Linked DNA regions of Mus musculus: region 2 is linked to region 1. A link is a contact called in public HiChIP or PLAC-seq data. All regions are on one chromosome and are shown on one strand. The core of a region is the stretch at or near the end of the contact, and the rest is flanking DNA. Distances in the headings are between cores, read along the strand shown. Region 1 has its middle 60 kb from the start of Mtss1. Region 2 holds the start of Sqle (squalene epoxidase).

Region 1 (6,337 bases), core at 1,029-3,528:
GCTCCCGCTGACCCCCACCCCCACCCCAGGAAGTTCCTGGGCCACCCTCTGTTTGGGAGCCACTTCCTCTGGCATTTGAAAAGTTGGGCAATGAATTTCTTTTTCTTCTGGAGCCAAGGAATTTTGGCTCCTTGGGGGATTTGTGACAGCCCACCCTCCTTGGGTTGTTTTTCTACTCTTGAAGACTAAGGCGAAAAATAACTCTTGTGTATTGTGAAGGCATGTGAGTTTGATTATTTTGAAAAAGAAGACACAGATAACAGAGAAGAAAAATGAGACGCCTACATAGCTCAGAACTCAGCTCCCGAATGCCATTAGCCAGCACAGGCAACCAGTCCCCGTGGAGAAATGGCTGATAAGTCAGGAATGTCTGGTTGTGCCAAAGCAACATGACAAGTAGAAGGGGAAGGGCTTAGGGAGCCTTTCAAAAAGGATCAGAAGCCAGCTGGAGTAGACCCCGTGGCCAAACCTAGGACAACTCTGAGCATAGAGATAAATTTTGATGATAATGAGTTAGGGCCTGTGGTGTGAAAATAAGATTCCAGAGTCTGTTTCAGAAATAGACCAAGATGTGTGGAGAGTTTGTCTTATAACTAATAAACACAGAAGGAATGAAGAAATGATTCCATTAGAAATTAGACTACATGGTAAATAGACATGCTATTACATAGTACACAATTGGATGCAAGCGAGATTCATCATTGAATCCTAGTAGGAGGAGAAAGGTCTAGTAAGGGACAGGAAACTAACAGAGCCTTACATTACTCTTTCTGCTCCCCACGTAGACACAGCACGAGGGATTACTAGTGACAAAAGTTAAGAGCAGTGCTGTTGAGGGGGGAAACACAGTGTGTCTCTGGATGGGATGCCCTGAGAAGCATATCCTGTTACCTAGGTGATGCCAGTTCCAAATGTATGAACTGAAGCCAACCTTGGGAAAAGCATCATCGCACCTGTGCGGGAGGTGGCTTGTGAAATGACGGGTCTTGCCCTTGGAAGTCAGTCACATCCAGAAAGGCTGATGGGTCCTTGCAGATGAAGAACCATTAGCAAATGTGAGAAGCTTAACCTTGGTACAATACGTTCATGTAAGCCACGGTCCCTACTTGGAGGCAACTGGCCAGTTCTTTTTGGGTTTTCGAGACAGGGTTTCTCTTTGTAGCCCTGGCTGTCCTGAAACTCACTCTAGACCAGGCTGGCCTCAAACTCACAGCAATCTACCTGCCTCTGCCTCCCAAGTGCTGGGATTAAAGGCGTGTGCCACCACTGCCTGGCTAACTGGTCAGTTCTTAAGGAATCTATGCTGGACTCTCGTGCCTTTAATCTCAGCACTTATACTTGGAAACCCTGCCTCAAAAAAACAAAAAACAAACCCAAAATAATCAACCAACAAACAAAACAAACAAACAAAAACAAAAAACAAAAATAAAAGAAAGAAAGGGAGGGAAGGAGGGAGGGAGGTAGAAAGGAAGAAAGAAATCCATATTGGGTTCTTTAGATGGTTCAGGAGAGAAAGGAGCTTGCTGCTAAGTGTGTTAACATGAGTTAGATCCCTGGGTCACACACAGTAGGAGAGAACCAACTCTACTCTTACTTAAATCCATTTTTTCCATTTTTTATTAGGTATTTAGCTCATTTACATTTCCAATGCTATACCAAAAGTCCCCCATACCCACCCACCCCCACTTAAATCCATTTTTACTATATAATTTATTTTTTACTTTACTGCTCTGTCCTCTGACCCCCCACACACATATAAATATAATTTTTTAAAAAAGAAATGCTTTTTGTTTTGAGACTGGGTCTCACTATGTAGCCCTAACTCTAGTGGAACTCAGAGATCCACTTGCCTGGCCTATTATTCTCGCTCTTTAATACCCGTTCTCATACATCTTCCCCAGATTTCTCCTTGTATTATTATTTTATTAATTTATTGTTAGTATTGTTATCTTTGAGACAAGATCTCACTTTGTAAGCTCTGGTATTATGAATACCTGGCTAGACTCACTTGAAATCTTTCTACCTCCATTACCACTGAGGTTATAGACATGTACCATGAAAAAAAAAAGAAAGAAAAGAAATGCTTATGAAACATTAGAGGCTAAAAGGACTTGCTTCCTATCACTTCATCTCAAATATTCATAAAAATAACTATGTGATTGTTAGTGTTAATTGCCATCTTGTCAGAATTTAGAACTGCCTGGCAGGTGAGCCTCTGGGCTTCCTGACGCTGTGACCCGATTCCCTTTCTGGGAATCCTGGATTGCCCAACACAGAGAAAATGAGCTGAGCACTAACAAACCTGCCTCCTTCTCTTCCTGATGGGAGATGTCCTGTGGAACCAGCTGCTTCAAGCTCCTGTGGCTGATGGACTGTACCCTTGATCTGTGAGTCGAAATGAGCCCTTCCTCCTTTAAGTTGGTTTTGACAGAGGATTTTATCACAGCAACAGGAAAAGGGGCTAAAGCATGCAAGCACAAACAGACAAAGAGGAAGAGCAGGGCTGTGTACGTGCAGCATCAGTGATGAATACAGCTGTTGAAACTGGGAGCTGAGGGCCAGTGTGATGGCTCAGGGGATGAAGGTGCTTGCTGCTAAGCTGGAAGACCCTAGTTCAATCTCTGGAACCCATGTGTGTGTGAGGAGAAAATCAGCTCCCAAATTTGACCTCTGACCTCCATATCATGCAGTGACGTGCGCACTCGCTCCCCACAAGTAAATAAATAAATAAATAAATAAATAAATAAATGTAATAGAATCGGGAGATCTGGGAGATCATAGAGCTGTTTGCATTGATTTTTGAAACGTAGAAATTGTGATAGTTAGAAATGATTTCAAAATGATCTGGTTTAAGGAGCAGAGCAGTAACAGTGGAACATGCCTGTTTGTTCATGTGAACTCAGCTGTGGAGACAGAGCACCTGCAATTCCATTCACCTTGCTCTTCCTCATTTGCACCACGGTGCGTTCCAATCTGGAATTGTTTCTGAAAGGAAAATTGAATCGGGATGAAATGGAGTTTCATTATTAAAGCAAAGTCTTGCAAATGGCCATTCTTGCACACACACACACACACACACACACACACACACAGAGAGATGCACGCTTACAATTACTTGTAATTATTAACAGTACCGTTTATTGTTCAACTACATGAAATCACTTTCCCTTGTTTAATCAATAGCTGCCAAACACTGTTGGCTCCCCACTCCTTCACTATCAATAAGGCTTCTGAGAACACGCTTTCAGAAGAATCCCTAAGTACAACCAGGAATTTGTTCCTGGATAAATTCCTAGAAGAAAGGTCAGATGGCAAGAACATTTTTGGCCCTTTTGATGGGTCAACAGTTTTCAAATGCCCCATCCCCTGAGTTTACACCAACCCAGCGATTTACTGATCTTGTATTTCTTTCCTTCTGTCTCTAACCACAGAGTACTTCTGTCATTAGATCTTTGTCACATATAACAGGACAGCCGGGTTCTCTCCTAAGGCTCTAATTCGCGCTTCTTGATTGTTGGTGAGAGTGAACTAACCATTTGTGCTTTCTTTTTTCCTGGTGATGGCTGATGATGTATTCCCTCAAATCTGAGGGTGTATTGGTTATAAAATACATTACAAGCTGTGTGGCTCATGTCTTTAATCCCGGCACTTGGGAGGCAGAGGCAGTTGGATCTCTCTGAGTTTGAGGGTAGTGTGGTTTACCAAATTGTTTCAGGACAGCCAGGACTTCATATAGAAATTCTGTCTTGAAACAAAACAAAACAACCCAAAACACACAAAAAGCCAAACCAAACCAAAAAACCTCAACCCAACAAAAAGCATTGCATTACTATTATTATTATTGTTATTATTATTATTATTATTTTGTATCAATAAAGAAAGAAAAATGTACTCCACTTTCTGACATGTTAAAAATACACACTTAGAGTCTGTGAAGCAAATGCTTTTTGAAAAAGCCTAGGAGAGTTCTGGTTTGGCAGCTGAGCTGCAGTGCAGGACCTGAGGTTCCCTTGGGCCCGAGATAGCTGAGCCCCAGATTGCTCAACCTTCCTGCCTGGCCCACAGAGGCCTCCGGGAATCTTTAGAGCCTAAGAGGAATTATTAAAACAAGGATAGTAATACCTACCCGGACCAACCTGCTTTTCACTTTTACTACTGTTTACTAAGCACTCATGCTCTGTGTCATCCCTACGCCTCCACACAGGGCGCTTGCAATTTAATGGGAGAGACGAATCTTCCTTCTGCCTGGGCTACGAGGTCAAGCTAAGAGAGTGGCGAGCGGGGGAGGGGGGAGAGATCTTGATCTTAAATCAAATAAAACTTAGACTTAGCCAAGTTTTACTTGTCTTCTAATATGAGTTGAGGCTGTGTCTTTGAGTTTTACTGCTGTGAACAGACACCATGACCAAGGTGACTCTTATAAGGACATTTATCTGGGGCTGGCTTACAGGTTCAGAGATTCAGTCCATTATCATCAAGGTGGGAGCATGGCAGCATCCAGGCAGGCGTGGTGCAGGAGAAGCTGAGGGTTCTACATCTTCATCTGAAGGCTGCTAGAAGATTGGCTTCCGGGCAGCTAGGGTGAGGGTCTTTTTTTTTTTTTGGTTTTTCGAGACAGGGTTTCTCTGTATAACCCTGGCTGTCCTGGAACTCACTTTGTAGACCAGGCTGGCCTCGAACTCAGAAATCCCCGAGTGCTGAGATTAAAGGAGTGTGCCACCACACCCGGTCTAGGGTGAGGGTCTTAAAGCCCACCCCCACAGTGACATACTTCCTCCAACAAGACTAAACCTACTCCAACAAGGACACACCTCCAAAGAGTGCCACTCCCAGGGCCAAGCATATTCAAACCACCACAGGCTGTGTTAGGTTCTGGACTTCTACTGGTATTTGGGGACATAGAGGAGGAAAGGCTATCCCAGGGATAAGGAAATACTGAGAACAGTGAAACAGAGACAGGATCCAAGAGGTATGCTTGGGAAAGAGAAAGTAGCCCATAGGATGTAGGAAGCTGCACGTGATGAGGCCAAAAGGAAACTGAGACTCCCAAGCCCAGCTTAAAGAAAGCCTGGTACCTGCTGGATCACTGAAGAAAACTATCTTCTCCCTAGTCTTTTAACTCTCTCTCTCTCTCTCTCTCTCTCTCTCTCTCTCTCTCTCTCGTTCTCCCTCCCCTCTCTCTGTGTGTTTTACTATGCCTGTGTCCAGTACTCCTGAATTGGCTGCTTGCTTTTGTTAGCAGGGGTCTCAGCTTTTGCTTATAAATGCATGGATTCGTAGGGACAGGTAGGAGAGCACTGTATTGTGGTGCAAAGAGTGAGCGATACAAACCTGCATTTCTAAAACCCTGGCTCCACCACTAGCTATTTGAATGTCATTATACTCTTTACTCCTCTCAGCTCAGACCATAAATTTACAGGTTTGGTTATAATTAAAACACTTAACATTCCTAGCACAACAGCTCAAATATGGAACCTCCTTTCCCCTTGCTTTGTGTTTCCACAAGAGGGGACATCAATGCATGTAACACTTCTGGCTTCCTTCTGGTTCTGTGCTCAAACTTATCTAGGAAGGAGTGAATTACCTGGTTGGTAAGCTTTAGAGTAATGAACACACACACACACACACACACACACACACACAAGTGGGGGGGGGGAAAACAGAGACAAAGACACAGAGACAGAGAGAGCAGGGTACAATGGTAGAAACATCTTTATTATTTACAAACATAAGGTATGTCTATCAATCTGTCATCTATCAATCATCTTTCTTTCTTTCTTTCTTTCTTTCTTTCTTTCTTTCTTTCTACGTATGCATGTATGTATGTATGTATGTATCTATCTATCTATCTATCTATCTATCTATCTATCTATCTATCTATCTATCTATCATTTCCAGACCTCTGCCTCTCATTTAGAATTCAGTTACTGCCTCAATCTGTCCCGCTCCTCTATGTCATAAAATGTCGTGGGGAGACCAGTGCTGAGAACCAGGCTGCTTTGGCCAGTAGGGAAGAAGTCCATGCTTGTCACAACTATCTAGTCTGGCTCTGTCATTTGCTTTCCACCAGCACAGCCCTCTTATTTCAAATTGTTCAGAACATTGGGGGGATGGTGGTGGAGGAGCATATATGGAGGCAGCATCATTTAGAAAGCTGTTCTACCTTTAATCCCAGCACTCGGGAGGCAGAGGCAGGCAAATTTCTGAGTTCGAGGCCAGCCTGGTCTACAAAGTGAGTTCCAGGACAGCCAGGGCTATACAGAGAAACCCTGTCTCAAAAAACAAAACAAAACAAAACAAAACAAAAAAAAGAAAAAGAAAGAAAGAAAGCTGCTCT
Region 2 (7,272 bases), core at 3,800-6,299, 170 kb after region 1:
AAATCCACCTGCCTCTGCCTCCCAAGTGCTGGGATTAAAGGCGTGTGCCACCACTGCCCGGCAAAATAAATAATTCTTAAAAACAAAACAAAACAAAACAAAACAAAACAAAAACATTATGCTCTTTTAACCACTGAGCCATCTCTTCAGCCCCTATAGAAATGTTTTAAAACTAGTCTTACTTTTAAATCTGTGTGTTCACTAGTGGATTCCATGTTCTCATCCACCACATAAACTGAGTTTTTGAATATGCAAATCCCAAGGACAATACCAACCTACAGACAAATGTGCTAAGCTTTATTTGAGGTTTAAACGGGAAAAAAGGGACCTCAGTGGGCTGTCATATGCAGTGAAAACAAGACTGAGCACTCAGGAGTAAGAGTGACCACCTTGGTTAGTTTTTATTCGTCAATTTGACAGAAGCTAGAGTTGTCTGAGAAGAGGGAGCCTCGATTGAGGAAATGCCTCTATCACATTGGTCTGTGGTACATTTCCTCAACCAGGGATTCACGTGGGAGGGCCAAGCCTGTTGTGGGGAGTGGCACCCTGGGCCGATGGCCCTGGATGATATAAAAAAGCAGGCTAAGCAAGCTGGGGGGGGGGGAGCAAGCCAGTAAAAAGCACTCCCCCACAGTCTTTCTGTTCCTGCCTCGAGTTCCTGCCCTGACTTCCTTTAGTAATGGAAGATGAAGTCAACTCTTTCCTCAAGTGGTCCTGACATTTATCATAGCAGCAGAAACCAAAGGGACACACACACACACACAGAGACTTTCTAATAATGCATGAGGAGGCTTTCCATTGTTACTCATTCTCATTTCAGTTCAGAACTTCCTTGTCAGGAAAGATAAGATAGACTACGGTTAGATTTATTATTATTTTTTTAAAATTCTTGCAGGAGATGAAACTAAGGATAATTTAGGGACCGTTCAAAGGAGAACACCCAAGGCTGATAAACTTCAAGAGAAAGCTCCAAAATGGTCTAAAAGACGTGGGCCAAGGAATCCTAAGCATGACGATACAGAAGAGTGCGTCTGATATGGTCTCATGGAGATGAGATCTGTTGTCATGATTCTTACGAGAATGATGGAGAGACAGAGAAATGGAAAGACTCTATAGTGGAGGAGTGGGGACCTCACCATGGAGGATGGAGTTCCAAAGACCATGTCAACACCTCTGCCCAGTGGAATTCATCTTTTGGAGAGAAGCCCTACGAGTGTTGTAAATGCTGGAAACATTTCAGCAATGATTCTCACCTCCATATGCACCAGAAGACACACTCAGGAAAAACCATATAAATGTTCTGAGTGTGGGAAATCCTTTTCTAACAGTTCCCACCTGACTCAGCACTGAAACACTCAGGGGAGAAGCCCGTCCCGTGTGTCGAGTGTGGGAAAAGCTTCAGCAATACTTCCCACTTTACTGTCCACGAGAGAACTCACACAGGAGAGAGGCCTTGTAACTGTCCTGATTGGAAAGGGTTTTGGCCTTAGCTCTCACCTTCTTAGACACCAGAGAACACACACTGGAGAAAAGCCTTACTAGGTGGAAAATATTCAGTCAGAGCTCCACCCTGGTGACTCATCAGAGGACATACTCGGGAGAGAAACCTTGTAAGTGTCTCTCTCTCCACTGTGGTGAGCCCTCCAGTCAAAGGTCCAATCTGATCGGGTAGCAGAGAATCCATGGAGGAGAGAAAGCTTACAAAGGTCCAGACTGTGAGAGACGCCTCAGCGGAAATGCTTACCCTAGTTAGCACTGCAAAATACACATCCAGGTCTCCCCAGCCTCTGAAAGTGGGGCATATTCTTCATGAATGGACCCCCCCCCCCAATATTCATGGGAAATGGTCCCGATCCTTTCATTTTTGGCCTCAAAATTATTCTCAAGTCCCAGAGCCTGCTGGGGTTTATTCTTTTCCTTTTTCTCCTTATTAGACTGTTAAAATGAAGGTGCTCTATGCTCGTTGCTCTCTGAAGTGTCTTTGTTGTGTTTGCCAAAAGATCTAGAAAAAGTCAACGTCCCAAATTAATGCATGGGAAGACCCAGATCATCTTGGTATGAAATCATGAGGGAGGGACACCACTAATGTTGAATAAAAGGTAGACATTATTACCATTAACAACAACGACAACAAGTTAAGTGGCTGGAGAGTTGATTCAGAGATTAAGAGCACTGGCTGCTCTCCCAGAGGTCCTGAGTTCAATTCCCAGTAACCACATGGTAACTCATAACCATCTAAATGAGATATGGTGTCCTCTTCTGGCATACAGGAATATATGCAGGTAGAACACTCTATATACACATATACACAAGAAACAAACAAACAAATCTTTTTTTTTCCTTTGTTTTTATTTATTTATTATATGTAAGTACACTGTGGCTGTCCTCAGACACTCCAGAAGAGGGAGTCAGATCTCGTTATGGATGGTTGTGAGCCACCATGTGGTTGGTGGGATTTGAACTCCTGACCTTCGGAAGAACAGTCAGGTGCTCTTACCCACTGAGCCATCTCACCAGCCCCAAACAAATCTTAAAAAAAAAAAAATCAAAGCCAGGAAGTAGTGGTGGTGTCTGCCTTTAATCCCAAGGCAGAGATAGGCAGATCTCTGAATGCCAGGTCTACTTAGAGAAAGACTGTCCCAAAAAAACCAATTATATATACATATACATATACACACATATGTATATATATATATATACACACACACAAACACACACTCATATATATAAACTCAAGGTGAGATAAGAATATAAGAATAGCTTCAAAGGAAAATATAGAGTACTCATGACTAAACAAAAAGACATGAAATTGGGAATTATGGTTGCAATTGAATTACCATATTTTGTTTTAGCAAATGAAGATAGATCCTTACTGGTTTTGTGGGTTTACCCAAGGAAAGCATACTTTTAAGCAAATACTGTGATTTCTTGAATGTTTTCTGTGTCTAAAAAGGAAGATTCATTTTAAACACTTCACTCACTAAAATTGTTCGTAGCATGTAGAACCGCTGTGCCTGTACTACAGGCTCAAATCATACATGTCAAATACTGACTCAGACAAGATGAATCTTCAGACCCATTCCCTTTGTTGCACCAGCTACTTGTTGGGTTCTGAAGAGCAGCATTTGAATAGTGGCTATTTTGTCATTCAAGTTCTTTCTAGAGCACCATTCCTGACAGGCTCATAGATACTTCCCAATACTGTGACTGTAGCCTGATGTTTTGTTTGCCCAAAAGAATTAAAATAGTGTGGAAGTGGGATAGAGCTTTAAAGCATTGAGTCATGCGATTGATAATCAATGACTGTTATGTTCTAATCTATGTCCGATTAAGTGGATTATCTAGTAATGGTTGCATTGTCTTGGCCAAAATCAGAATAACAAGAAGGATCCTGAGTTCTGTTTTTCAATGTGGACAGTCTTTTCCCTGAGTTAATTCCGTGTTTTACCTTCGGACACAATTCCTTAGCTTCAGGAGTGACAGTTTTAGTTTGCCTCTTTGTATGCCTGACATGTGGAACTGACCACCAAGATCTCATCCTATGTTCTGTGCAAATGCTGCTTTTTGAGAGTATTAGATACATCTCATTTTCTCCTACTAGTGCCCAAAGGTGGGAGACATTTGGCAAGGTTAAGACTCATTTAAGTTGCCTAGAATTTCAGCTTATTGTTGGTTGGACTTAGGAACATGGAGAGACCCTCATTAGGAATGTGGTGTTAGGGCCAGAGAGATGACTCAGCTGTTAAGAGCAATGGCTTCTATGAGAGGTCCACAGTTCAAGTCCTAGTGCTCGAATGGCTGCTTACAACTGTTACTGTAGTCCCATGGGATCCAGTGCCTTCTTCTAAAGTGCAGCCATACATGTAGACAAAATACATAAGTAAACAAATCGAAAGGAAGGAAGAAATGTGGAGCTAGATAGAGTTGGCTGTGCCTGCTGCAAAGGGTTGGTAGGATACAGTTCTGTGAGACTTACTTCTTTCATTATTAAAGGATAAACGGGTTAAACAACTGTACCTGTTTGAATGACTTAAAAAAAAATCGCAGAAACTAATAAAGATATCTGAGAAGTGTTTAGGGTGAGACCTAAACCATAGATAACTAAGAACTCAACGAAAGCTTGATAATTAAATGGTACTGTCGAGTCTGAAATTCGGTTACATGACAGTAGCTGTGGATAGTATAAAATGATGTTGTTAGTCTCATGAACGACGGCAGATAAACTGCTCGGTTACTTCTGTAACAGAAAGGTAATGCCATTCTTGCAAGACTGCTGTAAGGGTTGAATGAATGTTTGCAACGCTCTGGCATAGTGCTTAAAACATAAAATGATCTTATTAAACAGTTTTGGGATTGCTGTTGATTAGGACATTTTTTTTTTTTTTCCTTTCTCATTCTTTCTTTAACCCGAGAAGGATTTCACTGTGTATCTCTGACTGGTCTGGAACACGCTATGCAGATCAAGCTGGCCTCAAACTCACAGAGATCCTCTTGCATCCCGAGTTCTGGGATTAAAGGCGTGATCCATCTCCACCTACTGACTTCTCTCATTTTCTTTAGTCCTCGTCCACTAATTATGGCAGGTTCGCCGGCGTGTCACGTCCTCCTCGCCTTTCTAGCCCGTGATCATCCAGTCCGCCCGGATGACTCCTGTAGCTCTCTTGCGTTTGAGCCACCAGGAGCCACCAAGAGTTCCTCCAGAGCGAGCTCCACCCTCCGCAGGTGGGGCCTGAGGACCCCGCGGCGGCCAGGCCGAGCGGGCACCGCCCCATTCACCCACCGGCCCCGCGCCCACCCCACGCACCCGCCCCGCACCACGCAACATCGCCCTAGCGCCTCTGCGACTGGCGCCGCGCGGAGTGCGCCGCCCGCCATTGGACAAACGCTCTATAGCGCCATCTCAGCCTACCGCGCGGTGCGCGCTCTCATTGGTTCGGACGGCGTGGGAGGCGGGGTCCGCTCAAGGGGCGGTGCCGGGCCGGAGCCCCGCCTCCCGGTCCCTGGGCTGGGCCGAGCCCGCCGGGCGGCTGAAGCGCGTGGGGCCGGGTTGCGAGCGGGGCGCGCAGCGGTTACTCTGGTTACTGTCCGCGAGGGATGCTGGGGACCCGGCGGGCAGGAGCCTTCGCCTCGCTCTGAAGGACGCTCATCCGAGACAGCCATTCACTCTCGAGGAAGGCAAGTGTCGGTCGGACAGGTTCCCGGCCGTGACTTCGGGGCTTGCTTGAGGAGGAATCTCCAAGGGAGGGCTGAGCTGCCAGGCTGCCGCCGCGCTTCGGGACGCCGTGGCCATCTTTTGTTGGAGAAGGCTGCCGGGGCAGTGTTGCTAAGGGCAGCTTTCCCAGCACCCAGATCCTTCTACGCTCCCGACTCCTTCCTACCGAGCACCTGCTGCTGGTGACAAAAGACCGTTTACAGCCAGGCGAGCGGACATCGAAGTATACAGCCACATTCGCACCCCTCAGCCCAATAGAGAGGCCCGTGTCCATCAGTTGGCTGAATGAAGAAGTGTGTAATCAGGAGCCGTTGGGGTAGGCAGGCTTTAAATGCTGCCTTTTAAGATCTGGACAACTTAAGATACATTTGCACTCTCAATGATTTCAAAAATTGATCACATCTGACTCGTGATCCTGAAACTATTTATTGGAAGAAGTTCGACCGGTTGCCCCGAACCCCTTTGAGAACTACATTTTGGGGACATTTTAATCACTGAAGACCTTCCGAGGAAAAAAGACCCCCCCAAGAGACCCCCAAAACACAAAATCCTCAGCCTTGGCTGGTGCCACCAAAGAAGCCTTTTGAGCCATGTGGACTTTTCTTGGCATTGCTACCTTCACCTATTTTTATAAGAAATGCGGGGATGTCACCCTGGCCAACAAGGAGCTCCTGCTGTGCGTGCTGGTGTTCCTGTCGCTGGGCCTGGTGCTCTCCTACCGCTGTCGCCATCGACACGGGGGCCTCCTTGGCCGCCATCAGAGCGGCGCCCAGTTCGCTGCCTTCTCGGATATTCTCTCTGCTTTGCCTCTTATTGGCTTCTTCTGGGCCAAGTCACCTGAATCAGAAAAGAAAGAACAGCTGGAGTCCAAGAAGGTATGCCTGATGCCACAGTGGGCAAATGAATGGGATCGTATTTTAAACTTCAGATCGAGGTCACTGAAGTTTATGGTTTCTTTAAAAGTCACGAAAGTGGTGGCTTAGAAGCGTCAGTGTTCTCATTTGATTGCGTTTCTTAAAGTTCTGGACTGTGTTGTGGCTGTGCTCTTAGGGAAGATGAAAAGCATTTGTTGTGTGAACCTCAGGGATTGGGTGTTGATTTTGGTAGGAAATGTTAGAATTTCATTTGGGAGACAGACTCACTGTGGCTTTTAATTTAAAATCCCTGGGTAAGGATGATTTTTGTTCCTGACAAGGGAGAATTTGTGTGGCAGGTAAGGCTACTTATAAATGTGATGGCAGACAGTGGAAAGTGACAGCAATTTGAAAAGCAATAAAGATGCCTAACACTTTAAAGTTTTGGGCAGAAATCCGTCCCCCACTATCTATTGAAGCAATTAGTCAGCGCAGTCCGCTCCTAAGTTGAGTCAGAGCTGAATGACAGGCTTACGTTAGAGACTGGATCTTTAAATATTTGTGGTGCCATTAATTACTTCGAGGGAATGATGGGGCCAGTGGTAGGTGATGAGAGAGGAACAGGGCGGCAAGTCAGATCACGTAGGACCTACTAGCCAGGGATATGTGAACTTTTCCCTTAAGAGCGTTGGAAAGATAGAGTAACAATGCTTGATTTCTACAAAAGTAAGAATAAATAATGTTTGGGAACTACATTGCAGTACACAGCCGTGCAAGAAGGGACATTGCTGTGATGCTGAAGCTGGGTGTCCAGTGTGCATGAGAGAGAGTGGCCAGGATGAGTTACCCACCTAGCAGTATAGACTTTGGGGTCTGCTTTCTTTAATAAAGTCCATAGTACAAATTAGCAAAGGTGGTAGAAGAAAAGAACTTGGTTCAGAGTTTTAGTTTAGTTCTGCCACTTGTTGCTGTAATACTTTGGGGATGGTTTGATTTCTGTCAAAATCAGGTTCCTGTTAGCTTAGATGAGGGTGGTACCACCGTCGCTGGTACTCAGGGAATGAAGTAAGTTCATGTTTGCAGAATGGCCGGTGCTCAACCATCTAATAAGTAACTAAGCTGTTGACACTAGTCTAAAGATGGCATTCTCTGTTGGGGGTAGGGAGGATGCTCGACTGGTTTCATTTTGGGACTGCTTCAGGCTTT

The links. HiChIP or PLAC-seq counts read pairs in DNA pulled down with a chosen protein or histone mark.
Region 2: a contact with region 1 is called in an H3K4me3 HiChIP or PLAC-seq map of neural progenitor cells, with 29 read pairs. The contact joins the promoter of Sqle here to the enhancer-like site in region 1. A contact is called at or near these places in 5 of 39 promoter capture datasets (the C10 cell line, the HPC-7 cell line, liver and 1 more), 1 of 484 Hi-C or Micro-C datasets (the G1E-ER4 cell line) and 8 of 115 datasets of contacts at active chromatin or transcription factors (the SCID.adh cell line, bone marrow-derived macrophages, embryonic midbrain and 3 more).

Annotation. Positions count from the first base shown.
Region 1 is chr15:59,138,588-59,144,924 of GRCm38.p6, forward strand. No RefSeq gene overlaps it. Among named protein-coding and RNA genes, the nearest start is that of Mtss1, 60 kb to the left of the region's middle. Within about 2 kb of position 2,279, at least 7 of the 459 cell types and tissues checked have an H3K27ac peak or open chromatin away from gene starts, as enhancers often do. A contact at or near this core is called in liver, neural progenitor cells and neural stem cells, where this site is marked.
Region 2 is chr15:59,310,043-59,317,314 of GRCm38.p6, forward strand. It overlaps Sqle (squalene epoxidase), which reads left to right and starts at 5,050. Exons shown (of 11, transcript NM_009270.3): 1 at 5,050-6,087. The coding sequence starts at 5,803. It also overlaps the pseudogene Zfp572.